Regions from separate parts of the Mus musculus genome. Here regions 1, 3 and 4 are each linked to region 2. Evidence: chromatin contacts called from public Hi-C, HiChIP or PLAC-seq and promoter capture Hi-C data. All regions are on one chromosome and are shown on one strand. Each heading gives the region's core, a stretch centred on a gene start, on an enhancer-like site or on the middle of the called end of the contact. The rest is flanking DNA. Distances are from core to core; before and after follow the strand shown. Region 1 holds the start of Wdfy1 (WD repeat and FYVE domain containing 1). Region 2 holds the start of Dock10 (dedicator of cytokinesis 10). Region 3 overlaps Nyap2 (neuronal tyrosine-phophorylated phosphoinositide 3-kinase adaptor 2). Region 4 holds the start of Serpine2 (serine (or cysteine) peptidase inhibitor, clade E, member 2).

Region 1 (2,719 bases), core at 194-2,693, 1.0 Mb before region 2:
TCTGAAGTGTGGCAAGTGACCACCGGCAGAACTACATAGGAACATTGATAACGGCTTGTTTTAGTCTTGTGGTAAATGACCTTCTGTTTCCTACTTGTGGGGCTAAATTACTTGTAAATAAAATTACTTATTTGTAAATAAATTTTCCTTTTAAAATAAGTGCATCTGGACTTTTAAAGAACTAACTAATCACTTTTTGTACAAAAATCGAAAACTCTTTGGTCAGTAAGAGTTCAGATAGTTCTAGCAGCTATGGTTCAAACAAACAAACAAACAACTGACCCTGAAGCCAGGAGAAGCACAGGAAAGTATACAACCTAACCTCAGCCCCCAAACAAATTAGAAGGAAGAGGTGAATGCCCGTGGGGTTCCATGTAAGGAATAAACAGCCGCACCAGGTCCCAAGGTAATTAGCTACTAGTCCTCTGGGACTTGGAACGGTCCCAGGAGAACACAGGAACTCTGGAGCACCAGGTAAGCCCCAGCCAGGAAGACACAGGAGGCAAAGGTTGGAGCAGCACCACGGGACAGGACGGCAACGGGGGCAAGAGGCTAGCTAGAAGCTAGGACTGGAGTACCGACTCGCAGGGGTGTGCACTGGGAACCCTGGACTGCAAGCCAGCGGTGGGAACAGGGGTTCTGTCAGGATGGGGAGATGGAGGGACTAGGTCCCAGGTTAGAAGGGTGTGGCGAAGGTCCGGAACTAAAGACCTTTGAAGAAAGACTTTGGACTAGAGAGGTCGTGTGAGGTCCAGGGTCCCAGAATGGGTGGGTCCTGAGTGGGATGAGCCCTGTGGATCAGGGTCCCAGACTGGAGATGAATTGTGGAACAGGGTCCCGAGACTGGAGGGGATCTGGAGGGTTGGTCAGTGGTTTATGGTGCTATAGGACGGGGTCCAGGGACAGAAGAGTCTGTGGGTCTGGGTCGGGGTCCCGTGATAAAGGGGGCGCTGGAGAACCTGATTCCGGACTGAAAGGGCGCAGTGGGACGGTCTGGGGCTGTTGGGGTTCCCAAGACTAAAGGCGCGCGGAGGGGGATAGGTCCCAGACTAGGGGAGTAAGACAGATCCGCCTGACGGCACCAGGATCTCGGTGGACTACGGGGACGTGGGAGAGAGGGTGGCCGCTCCGTCCGGGGTGACAACAAGAAGGGAGGCAGAATCGCGGACCCCACGATCCCCACGCCTCGTGGTCGTCACCACCTCACGCCCCGGCCCCCGCGTGCTCCCAGACTCTACCTGTCCTCGCTAGCGGTGATCACGCCGTCCTCCTTGGGGATGAGCAGCGCGGCGGTGACGGCGTCCTGGTGGCCCTCTATCTTGCTCAGCAGCACCGGGCGGCTGCTCTGAGGCCTGGAGTGGATCTCCGCCGCCATGTTCGAGCCGCGGCCTCCCCCGCGGGCGGCCCATCAGCTGACCGCCGGGCGGGGACGCGCCGGTTGCTTAGGGCAACCCAGCCGCGTGTGCTCCACGCCGCCGTAAGCTCGCGAGCACTGCCGCAGATTCCCGTAGTACTTGGTGAAGCCGCACAGTTATAATTCTGTGACCCCGGAAGGAACCCTAAAAAAACAAAAACAAAAACAACAACAAAAAACAGGATCTTGGTGAAGGTTAAAAAGCCAAATAATTCTCCCGGAAACGGATTGAGCTGAGCAGTAGCAGAACACAAGCACCTGCCCCTCAAACAGTATCGCACCGCATCCACCCTAAGAAGCCATTGTTTGAAAGACACACCCCAATTTCAGGCTTGTTAAAAGGTGGAAAAAAAAAAAAAACTCACAAGCAGCTCCCCCTGGGAGCTGCGACTGGTACCATCATCCAAACGCTCATAGCCTGTGCATAATTCTACTCTATGATTGTTAACATTGTGCAAACTACCACAATGGGACACTTTTCTGTTCAGGAGATTGTGACTATCTCCCCACCCCCACCCCCAGTTACAGCTTTCTCCTCCAGTTAGAATATACAATTTTTTATTTACCTCAGCCCGCCCCTCAACACCACCATTTCCTGCCAACTTCCTGTCCGAAGAAAAGCTCTTTTTCCTTAAACCTTCTCCAAATCACCCAGCACCAACCCTTATCCTTCAGTTGCTGTGTTACCCAGATGCCAAATGGCTCCCTCTCCACGAGGCACCCTCTGCTAACACACAGCCAACCTCACTTGTCCAACTGCAGGTGAATTCCTGATGGGTTTTGGCTGGACGACACTGATAGTATGTTTTAAGGGCCATAATCGAGAAACCCAGTCAGAATTTCACACAGCTCCCTTTTCAGCCCTTCATCCCACACACGCTGTTACTACTATTACCCAAACTGCAGTACACACAAACCACGGGTTCTTGACCCACAAACCCTGAACTAAAATAACCCCTTCCTTCCTTCCTTCCTTCAGTTGCCTTTAGTCTGGTAGTTTGCTTCACAGCAGTGAAAAAGGTAACTAATCCAGCGGGAAAATTCTTACTTAGAAAGTACAAGGTTCTGAGTGTTGGGTAGCAGTTTTCTCTGAGGTTAAAAGAGTTCATCTGAGAGGGAAGCTCAGTAAGACAGAGGGTGCTCACAGGGTGTTCGAAGAGAAGGTGAAACTTTGCTGCCTCGGGGAAGCTTCTGGTGCTCCGAAAGTGAACAACTCAAAATAGCTTGAGGAAGTTCCTGAAACTGACCGGATAGTCTAGGCCCCTCCCTAAGCATGTAGAAGTATAAAAATGACTGAGAGACTGA
Region 2 (2,750 bases), core at 91-2,590:
GACCTCTGGCTTTAAGAGAGGCTTCTGGCTGTGGGAACTGGCTCTGACCAGATCTGGCTCCCTCCTCTTCGGTGACTGGCAAAGGCAACACTTTGACACTCTTAAATAGGGTTGTTTAATTCCTAATGGTATTTACTGGCAAAAAAAAGGAAAATGAAACCCACAACGAGGATTCTGGTCCAACAAAGTCAGGCCAAGAGCTCCGTGGCTGAGCCCCACTCTTGCTGGAAGGCTACTCCCTACGGGCTACCCATTTCTACCACAGTTGATGTGCGCTCCCTGCTTGCTGCTTTCATCCCTTAGTGTGACACCTACTGGAATTTATGAATATCTCGTGATGCACGGGTATGATTTGGGCACCTGATGCTGGCTTTTGCCTCAGGGACTTCCCGCGGAAATCACCCAATACTTAGAAGGCATTTCGACAAGGAAGTAACCAGGGGAAACCTTCTGGAAGGAGATTCCCGTGAAATCGCTTCAAAACACACCAGAAGCCACTGGCTACTTAATAACCCACGTCCCCTTCATCCCAGTTTCCCCCAGCTCTTTCTGCAACAGTATAAAGTGGCTGGTTGGGTTCCAGCCTGTGGGGGGAGGGAGATCTGTGCAAATTGCAGATTTTCCTCACTAGATAGAAGGTGGGGGTTTCAGCTTTGGTCTGGCTGAAGAGCTAGCTCACTACATCTTTTCTAGGTTCCACGGGGAGGAGAGGGGCGCGCAGACTTGTGGATCTACAGGTTCCATCCATTTAGCTCCCCCCACCCCTTTATCCCGCCCCCACCCGCCGCCCCAGGTCCCTGTCACCCTGTCACCTTGAGCCAGACTGGATGCATTCCCGCCTCCTCCACCCCCCTTAAAACGTAGGCACACGCTCTCCCACGCAGCTGCTCATCTAAGCGTCCCGCGTTCCTAAAGTCCCCCAATGCGCCTCTGGTCCTTAATTCTTTGGTGACACTGCTTGGAGGAGGTGACTCCGGGGTCGCTCTGTGGGGGAGCGAATTCGGGGTGGAGGACAAGCTAGCTCCCGTGCAGGGGCTCACAGGGCTGGCGACAAGGCCTGTCTGGGGTCCCTGGGCAAGCCCCGCCGTGGCGCGAGGGACGCAGGGCACTCACCCGCTGCTGCTGACGGCTGCTGACGGCCACCGCGGCGGCAGACGCGGCGCTGTGCCGGAGCTCGGCCGCCTGTCCCGGTCTCAGCAGGCTCCGGGTGAACCTGCGGGTCCGCTCCCCGGCCATCGCGGGCCGTGCCGCTCGCGCCTCGGCCCCGGAGCGAGTGTGTCCCGCCGGTCCCCTGGCCGCGCCAGCCTGTTCTACCCACCCGCCGTTCAGGAAGCGGAACTCAGAGCCTTTCCCCCCCTCTTCCCCGCTCAACTCACAAGAGGCGGGTTTTTCTCGCGCGCACCCCCACTCTGCCCACCCCCTTCGCTCCCGCTCAAGCTCCGCGGCGACTTTGCAAACTCTGCGCCTCTCGGGCGGCGCGGCCAACTCTGCCTGGCTAGGGCGCATCTGCAGCGGGACGCGCGTGGGGGTGGCTCCACCCGCGCCGCCCACCCGCGACTCGGTACTGATGCCGGGCTGCCTCTGCTGGGACCTGCTTACCGCCCTATTCTCAATCCGATGCTCATAGAGGGTTGGGGATTTGGCGTTTTTTTGAGGATCAGACCTACATTCTGAGGTTAGGAAGTGGAGAAGGGTTGATCTTAGGTATCCTGTGCACCCTTGGAGGTGGGTCAGAGGTTTTATTAAGTAAGGATCCCTCTGGTGGCTGGGCCCCTTACTTTGAAGTCTCTAGGGGACCCAGATTCCTTACTTGGTCTTGGGATAGTCGGTGTGAATTCACACCTTCCGCCAATTTTTCCTCAACTGCGTCCCTACTCTATACCAGCTACACTGCTCTTGTAAATAAGACCATATAGGATGGTTTACCAAATGCCTCCTTAACTTTGCATACTAATTTGAATTAAAATCTAGTGTCTATCTGGGTAATGTAAGGGATTTCAGGGTGGAAATTAGGATGAATAAGAACTGCTGTTGGGTTACAGGGTAGGGTGAGTAGGACAGGGTGGGTGGTTCTTAGTCTATTTTTCTGCTTTCTTATCAAATCCCCCCCCACCCTTGCCTCGAGCTATCTGATTAAAGTATTCTAAAATTCTTATCTGGAGTCACATGCAGGGTGGTTCTCTGCCCAGTGTGGGTGGGTGAAAGACCAAGGCTCCTGGGAGAGCTGTGTGGACATTCTGGATTTCTTAAGGGCCTTTTTGTGGATCTGTGGCCTCTGGATTTTCTAAAGTTAAAAACATTTTTTTTAGCTTGTGGTGTGCCTGGTGTTTCTCACATAGTAGGCTAACAGGCTCTCTTTGAGGAAAATCTGGGTTACACACAGTGTGACTCTGTCTTAACTTTTTGACAAACTGTAACCATTTCCCCCCCTGTTTTAGAATACTGTCTGGTGTATAGTATAACTGAATAACTCATGATTATGCACGACTCTCAAAGGCTCAGGAAGTCTGAGGCAGTCAAAGACTTGAGTGCTGAGGCAGGAGGATGGCAAGAAAAGAAAAATGGTCTAGAAGCAAAGACTGTAGTAACAGAACATGAGTCATAGTGTGTCTTGGGTACAACAGTTCAGGTTTGAATTTATTTTGCTGTGTTGAAATACTCTGGCTAAAATCAACTTGAGGAAGAGAGGATGCATTGTGCTTAGATCTGGGTGCTTTCAGTTCCGTTCATCTTATCTTACTCAGTCAAGG
Region 3 (2,728 bases), core at 107-2,606, 540 kb after region 2:
CCCCAACACACTTATTATCCATCTCCATCGCTACCAGGAATGAGGCAGATTGATGCAATTTACAACTCCGTCTAAGAAGATTCAAACCCATGGGGTGGCACTTAGGTCAAAGGACTCTGAGGGTGTCTGCTAGCTGCTAGTTCTCTGTACCTGGATGTGTCCTTTATACCCTTATCATCAGAAGTCAAAACTAAGGCAATGGAAAAATTATAAAGTAGCTGAAGAATATTCTTTAGTGTGTGAAAGGCACAGATGTTATGGGAGGATCTGAGGTGAAGTTTTCACAGTGACGATCCCATGCTGTTTATTGTTATCTCTGCTTCTTGCCTGTAGGATGTACAAGGACATGGGTGGAGCCTTTCTGTTCTGTTCTATATCAAACAGGTGCTCTTACTCCCCCATGTGGCAAGAGAGAATGCCAGTGTGAGCTGGCTGACACAAGCTGTCCAGCGTGTCTTGCTTATGGGATGCTAGAAGTTATGAACTGAAACGCTTAAATGCGTCACTCTTCTTTTTTCCAGGGAGCCTGTTTTTTTATCTGTAGAGTATGGGAAGTATTATTTGTTTAATAGTATTGTTGAGAATCAGTGTGATTATAAATATATGATTCATATTATATAAAAATAATATACATTTATATTATATAAGTATATTATATAAATTATATATAATTTCAAATTTAAAATATCAATTATATTATTATAACTGATATAATATTATTGTGTACTAAATATAAATGTATTTTTATATATGAAAAGGATTAGGGATAATATTTATTCTTTCTCTTCTTGCCATACATCATTTTACTCTCTCAAATACTCAAATTTTTCGGATTGCTGGAAAATTTTGAGAGGAGACTTCTGGCCACTGATGTAACAAAGAAGTTGGATGCAGATGGGTGACTTAGTTCACCCCAGTATTCCTATGTAATCCTGTGAGAAATTAAACACTCAGAATTTGCTAGGGTAGTGACTTTTTCTTGTCCTGTATTTATCATGTGTGGTTTGGATAAAATGTAAGTGGAAACTGACTACCAGTGTCATTTCAGCTCCCCTGTCATCTACTGTTATTTATTGTCCTATCTAGATTAAATGACAAATGAATGCAATGGAAATTCTACAGCTATCTAGGATGCTATCAACTTTTGTGGTTAGGAGAAAGAAGATGCTATGGTCAGAATGGTCAGCATATGCTTTAAGATGTATCACTGATTCAAATACATTGTTTTCTTTAAACACCAGCATGCACTCTGTGGAATACACCTTTAACAACAGAAACCAATGGGGCTTCAACAAGCCTGCCCCACACTGCTTGGAGAACTTTAACAAATAAAGTGGATACATGGCTCCCCCTAGCAACCGAAATGTATAGTACAACCAGCTCTTCAAAGGCAGGGTTGCTTTTAAAGTCTTACTTGTAAACACACCTCCTGAGTGAGGAAAATGAGCAACTGTATCCAACGCCCCTTGTGTGCTGCACATTTTTATGGATAGATGAAGGTAACTGCATTGGGCTGTATGACTTCTTCCCTTCATTTAATTATCTCTGTTCAACCTGAGTCTTGAGAGAAAACAAAAAACAAAAAACAAAAAAAGCATTGCCCTTCTTTAATTAAATTAAAGTGCAGGGGTGGGGAGCTTAATTCAATAAATGGAAGAATAACTTCTTGATTTTTTTCCTTCTGTTAATGTCATTGAAATGAGTAGCTTAAGAATGTTTCAAAAAAAAAAAAAAAAGAAAGAAAAAGAAGAAGCTCTCTCTAGCTACTGGGTAAGCTTTCCTTCGACTTAGGTGACCAGTAGAATATGAAGAAATGTTTGTACACAACACTTGCTCACAGTTGTTCTGCACTTTATTCCAGTGCCTCTCTACTTTCCTAATGCTGTAACCCTTTAGTACAGTTCCTCATGTTGTGGTGACCCCAAACCATAAAATTATTCTGCTATTACTTCAATAACTATAGTCTCCCTGCTGTGAGAAATTTTAATGTAAATATCTGATACACAGGATACCTGATTTGCGACCCCCCAAAGAAGTTGAGACCCACCATTGAGAACTTTTGCTTTATTTGAATAATATGGTCCCGTGGTGCATGCTTTTCTGAAGAAACACTAAGGGGCGTTAGTCGTTCCCTTCTATTCTGTGTGACACATAAACGTTACCCCTCGGGTTGAACCACCTTGCTAAACAAAACAGATATCTTAAGCAGCACTCGTGATCCTCCTGCAACTGCCACAGCTCTCAGGATTCTGTATTACCATGTTCATATCATATCTACTTTGTGCTCTTAATATCATATCTAGTAAGAAGTCATAATATGTCTATTAGTGAGGAAGCTGAAGCCAGAGTGTCTCTGTAATTCAAATCTGACACTAGTCACATGGTGCTAAGGTGTAAGCCCAGATTGTCTTATTAAAGCCATGCCGTACACAAAGCTGCCTTCTTCATACTTCGGTTCTCAACTGCTCTCCACATTCTCTTTTGCTCATTGGCTTATTAAACATGCAGATTTTCTTGGGTGTTATATTTGTGTTCATCATTCTTAAATGAAATTTGCATAGGGGAGTATGAATTGCAACAGGACTTCAACTAAACAGTGTCCCAACTTTGACTAGTATCCCCAAGGGTGAAATGAGGTTAGCAATGTGACTCTATCTCTGTCATATCACTCTCAACTTCCACTCTTGTGTTCTCTATTGAAAGAACTCATGAGAGACATAAAGAGCAG
Region 4 (2,861 bases), core at 275-2,774, 900 kb before region 2:
GGCCAAAGTTCCAAACCCTGTGGGAGAAGAACTGGCTAGAAGAGGGCAGCAACTCTTCCATCCTAACCCATCTCTGACCACTGTCAAGTCGCCTATGTGTGAGGCCGAAAATTAGCATCCTTTAGAGATTCGGCAATTTCTGTCTTACTGTGCTAATTTGTCAAGTTCATGGGAGAAAATTTCTGCCTAGATTCTTTCAAAGAAGAAGGAACGATGACATCGGCTCATGACCTTCAGGAGTCACCCTTAGCTGAACAAAAATTTCAAACACTACTCTGAAAAAAACAGCTAAAACTCCATTGTTGACGGTTCCATTATCTGTGGCGAAGCTCTTGAGATTTTTTTTTTTTTTTTTTTTTTTTTTGCTTAAATGTTGCCAACAGGGTATAATTATTGTTTTAGAACCACAGAAAGTGTTCAAAGCACCTTCAATTTTTAAGTGTGCTTCAGATACACAAATCGGTAATGCTGACATTTCTCCCATTATCTGTATTCCCATTCAGATACAAAATCTCCAAAGTACAAGATGATCAGATCAATTGTTCTAGAACAGTTCAGAAAAGTAAACTGCCTCCTGGCTTGAAAGAGAAAAGTTAAACCTTCAAACACCTTTTTATGTTCATGCTAAATATAAGAACGTTCCCAGCAAAGTAGTCAAAGCAAGATCCAGCGGCGTTTGGAGATTTCTCTGGAGAGACACGCGGAGATTCTGTTTTGTTCATTAAAACACTAAAAATCCTCAACAGCACCTTCCCTAATACCTGAAGGTGGAGTGCTGTCTTATGTAATAGCAGCTTTCCCTCTCTGCTCATCGTGGGGGCAAATTAAATACCTAATTCCTCCGAGGATTTCTGAGTACTTTCACCTTACCTGGAGTCACTCACCGGCCTCGCAATTCCCTGGTCCACAGATGATGAAAATAAATAAGAAATCGCAAAGAGCTGCTACTGTATCCTAGGGACAAGCCTGTTGCAAAGGCCAGTGTGAACTGAAGTCCTTCCCCAAACCGCTGCCCACCTCCACACTGCACAGGCAAAGGTTACAAGTGAGAGCCGGTCGCCCGGGACAGGGACCCGCGCACGGGAAAAGTGTGGGGTCGGTGCTACCCGTGAGTGCCCAGTCGCCTCGGGTTCAGGGTCACGGTTTGCAGTCCTGCTGGACCCACCCCGAGCTCGGCGAGCGTTCCGTCAGCCTCCGGCACACCTGGACGCCCAAACCCTCGGGGACAGGGACGCGGGAGCCAGGAGCGCTCGCAGCGGGGCCCGAGGCGGTTCGAGAAAGTTCCCGCCCCAGCAACCGGTCGCGGTGCTGCCCCGGGGACAGTCCCCGGCTCCCCTCCGAGCAGCGGGAACCCCGCAGCTGCTACTCACCCGTCCTCGCTTGGATCCCCAGGTGGCGGCCGAAACCGGGAGGGAGATCGGCGCTGCGCGGCGGTGGGGGACAGGCGGCGGTGACGGTGACGCGTGCAGCCCGCACTCCCGTGCAACCACTGCACTAGCCGGCCGGGCCGCGCGGGGGCTTTATCGCCGCCGCCGCCCCCGCCCCTTCCTGCCTCCCCCGCCCCCCGGCCCGCCCCGCCCCGCCTTCCCGCCGCCGCCTTTGTGTGGCAGCCGGCCGCAACGTCTCTGCACCGCAGGGGACTTTAGGACGCCCCCCTGCCCGACCCGCGGTCGCCAGATGCCGCCCTCTCGCGGGGGTTGGGGGGTTCGGGTCCCCAGAAAGCTCCGGCCAGACGCGCCGGGCTCGAGGTGCGGCGCCAACCCCCGGTCGAGCTGCACGTGGATCGTCCGGATGAGCCTGTGGGGAGTGGAGAGGAGTGGGCGACACAGAAGCCAGTGGTGTGCCCCTGAGACGCAAGACGCGTCGTCTGGGGGTGTTGGGGGGGGGGTGACAGTGTGCAATCCTGCAGGTGATGGAAATAACGGAGCTAGGACGTGGAGGTCTAGAACAGGTCCTCCAGGTGCCCCAGAGTCAACTTATCCCTGCTTAGTGGATGAGCTGGCTGTGGGATTCCTAGGCACATGACAAGCAAGGACATGCAGAAAACTGACCCCTTGCTTGTGGTGATAGCATGAAGTACTCTCAGAGCTCCGAAGATCCAGGTGTTTTGAACCTACACCTTCAGCCCCTGAGACCTTATCAGACCCAAGGCCAGCAACAGATGGCTGTTATGTCCCATGGTCTGTTACCTGAGTGTCCCTTTCTGCATTCTTCAGTCCTCTGCTCAGGTTAGGTTTGTAGGGACTTTCATGGTAGTCTCTGTTGCCTTTGGTGCAACGCCCTCCCTATCAGGCCCCATGTTTGGCCCCAATGAAGAAAAAACAGCCGTAAATCTCTTTAGGGCTGTGAAATAAACTGCACCTAGTGCTAGAGCAACTCAGATCTCTGAGCAACCACACTGACACAGCTGTGTCCATGACAGACACTCCCCCACCCGTGTGTGTGAGTGTGTGTGTGTGTGTGTGTGTGTGACTTGAAAAACTGAGAGCAGCTTTCCAGATGAAGGCATTAGGGACTGAGGGTGTGGCTAGGTGGTAGGGTGCTTGCCTCAGATGCACAAGGCACTGGATTAGGGTGCAGTGCTACAGATAGGAGGGGAAGCAGATAAGAAACTACTAGAGCAGTGGTTCTCAACCTTCCTAATGGTGCAGCCCTTTAATAGGTATGGTTCCTCATGTTGTGGTGCGCCCCCCCCCCCCCATAGCACTATTATTTTCCTTCTTACTTCATAACTGTGACTTTGCTACTGTTATGAGTTGTCATATAAATATCAGTGTTTCCGGATGATCTCTGTGAAAAGGTCATTTGACCCCTCAAGGGGTCATGACTCACAGACTGAGAATCACTATACTAGAGAGCCA

Evidence for each region. Promoter capture Hi-C pulls out the DNA fragments that hold promoters and counts their contacts. Hi-C and Micro-C count contacts between places; a contact is called where the count stands out from the background. HiChIP or PLAC-seq counts read pairs in DNA pulled down with a chosen protein or histone mark.
Region 1: a contact with region 2 is called in a Hi-C map of natural killer cells, with 5 times the contacts expected there. The contact joins the promoter of Wdfy1 here to the promoter of Dock10 in region 2. A contact is called at or near these places in 1 of 484 Hi-C or Micro-C datasets (natural killer cells) and 1 of 115 datasets of contacts at active chromatin or transcription factors (bone marrow-derived macrophages).
Region 3: a promoter capture Hi-C map of second pharyngeal arch cranial neural crest shows a contact between it and region 2, with 5 times the contacts expected there. The contact joins the enhancer-like site here to the promoter of Dock10 in region 2. A contact is called at or near these places in 14 of 39 promoter capture datasets (the 3T3-L1 cell line, 3T3-L1-derived adipocytes, the C10 cell line and 9 more) and 12 of 115 datasets of contacts at active chromatin or transcription factors (bone marrow-derived macrophages, embryonic forebrain, embryonic stem cells and 7 more).
Region 4: a contact with region 2 is called in an H3K27ac HiChIP or PLAC-seq map of embryonic stem cells, with 2.9 times the contacts expected there. The contact joins the promoter of Serpine2 here to the promoter of Dock10 in region 2. A contact is called at or near these places in 1 of 39 promoter capture datasets (stem cell-derived epiblast-like cells), 1 of 115 datasets of contacts at active chromatin or transcription factors (embryonic stem cells) and 1 of 9 other capture datasets (embryonic stem cells).

What each region holds. Positions count from the first base shown.
Region 1 is chr1:79,760,326-79,763,044 of GRCm38.p6, forward strand. Wdfy1 (WD repeat and FYVE domain containing 1) reads right to left here and starts at 1,444. Exons shown (of 12, transcript NM_001111279.1): 1 at 1,239-1,444. The coding sequence starts at 1,375.
Region 2 is chr1:80,757,213-80,759,962 of GRCm38.p6, forward strand. Dock10 (dedicator of cytokinesis 10) reads right to left here and starts at 1,341. Exons shown (of 56, transcript NM_175291.4): 1 at 1,114-1,341. The coding sequence starts at 1,236.
Region 3 is chr1:81,300,540-81,303,267 of GRCm38.p6, forward strand. All of the region lies in intron 6 of Nyap2 (neuronal tyrosine-phophorylated phosphoinositide 3-kinase adaptor 2), which reads left to right. Among named protein-coding and RNA genes, the nearest start is that of Nyap2, 220 kb to the left of the region's middle. Within about 2 kb of position 1,357, at least 19 of the 459 cell types and tissues checked have an H3K27ac peak or open chromatin away from gene starts, as enhancers often do. A contact at or near this core is called in second pharyngeal arch cranial neural crest, where this site is marked.
Region 4 is chr1:79,857,141-79,860,001 of GRCm38.p6, forward strand. It overlaps Serpine2 (serine (or cysteine) peptidase inhibitor, clade E, member 2), which reads right to left and starts at 1,525. Exons shown (of 9, transcript NM_009255.4): 1 at 1,371-1,525.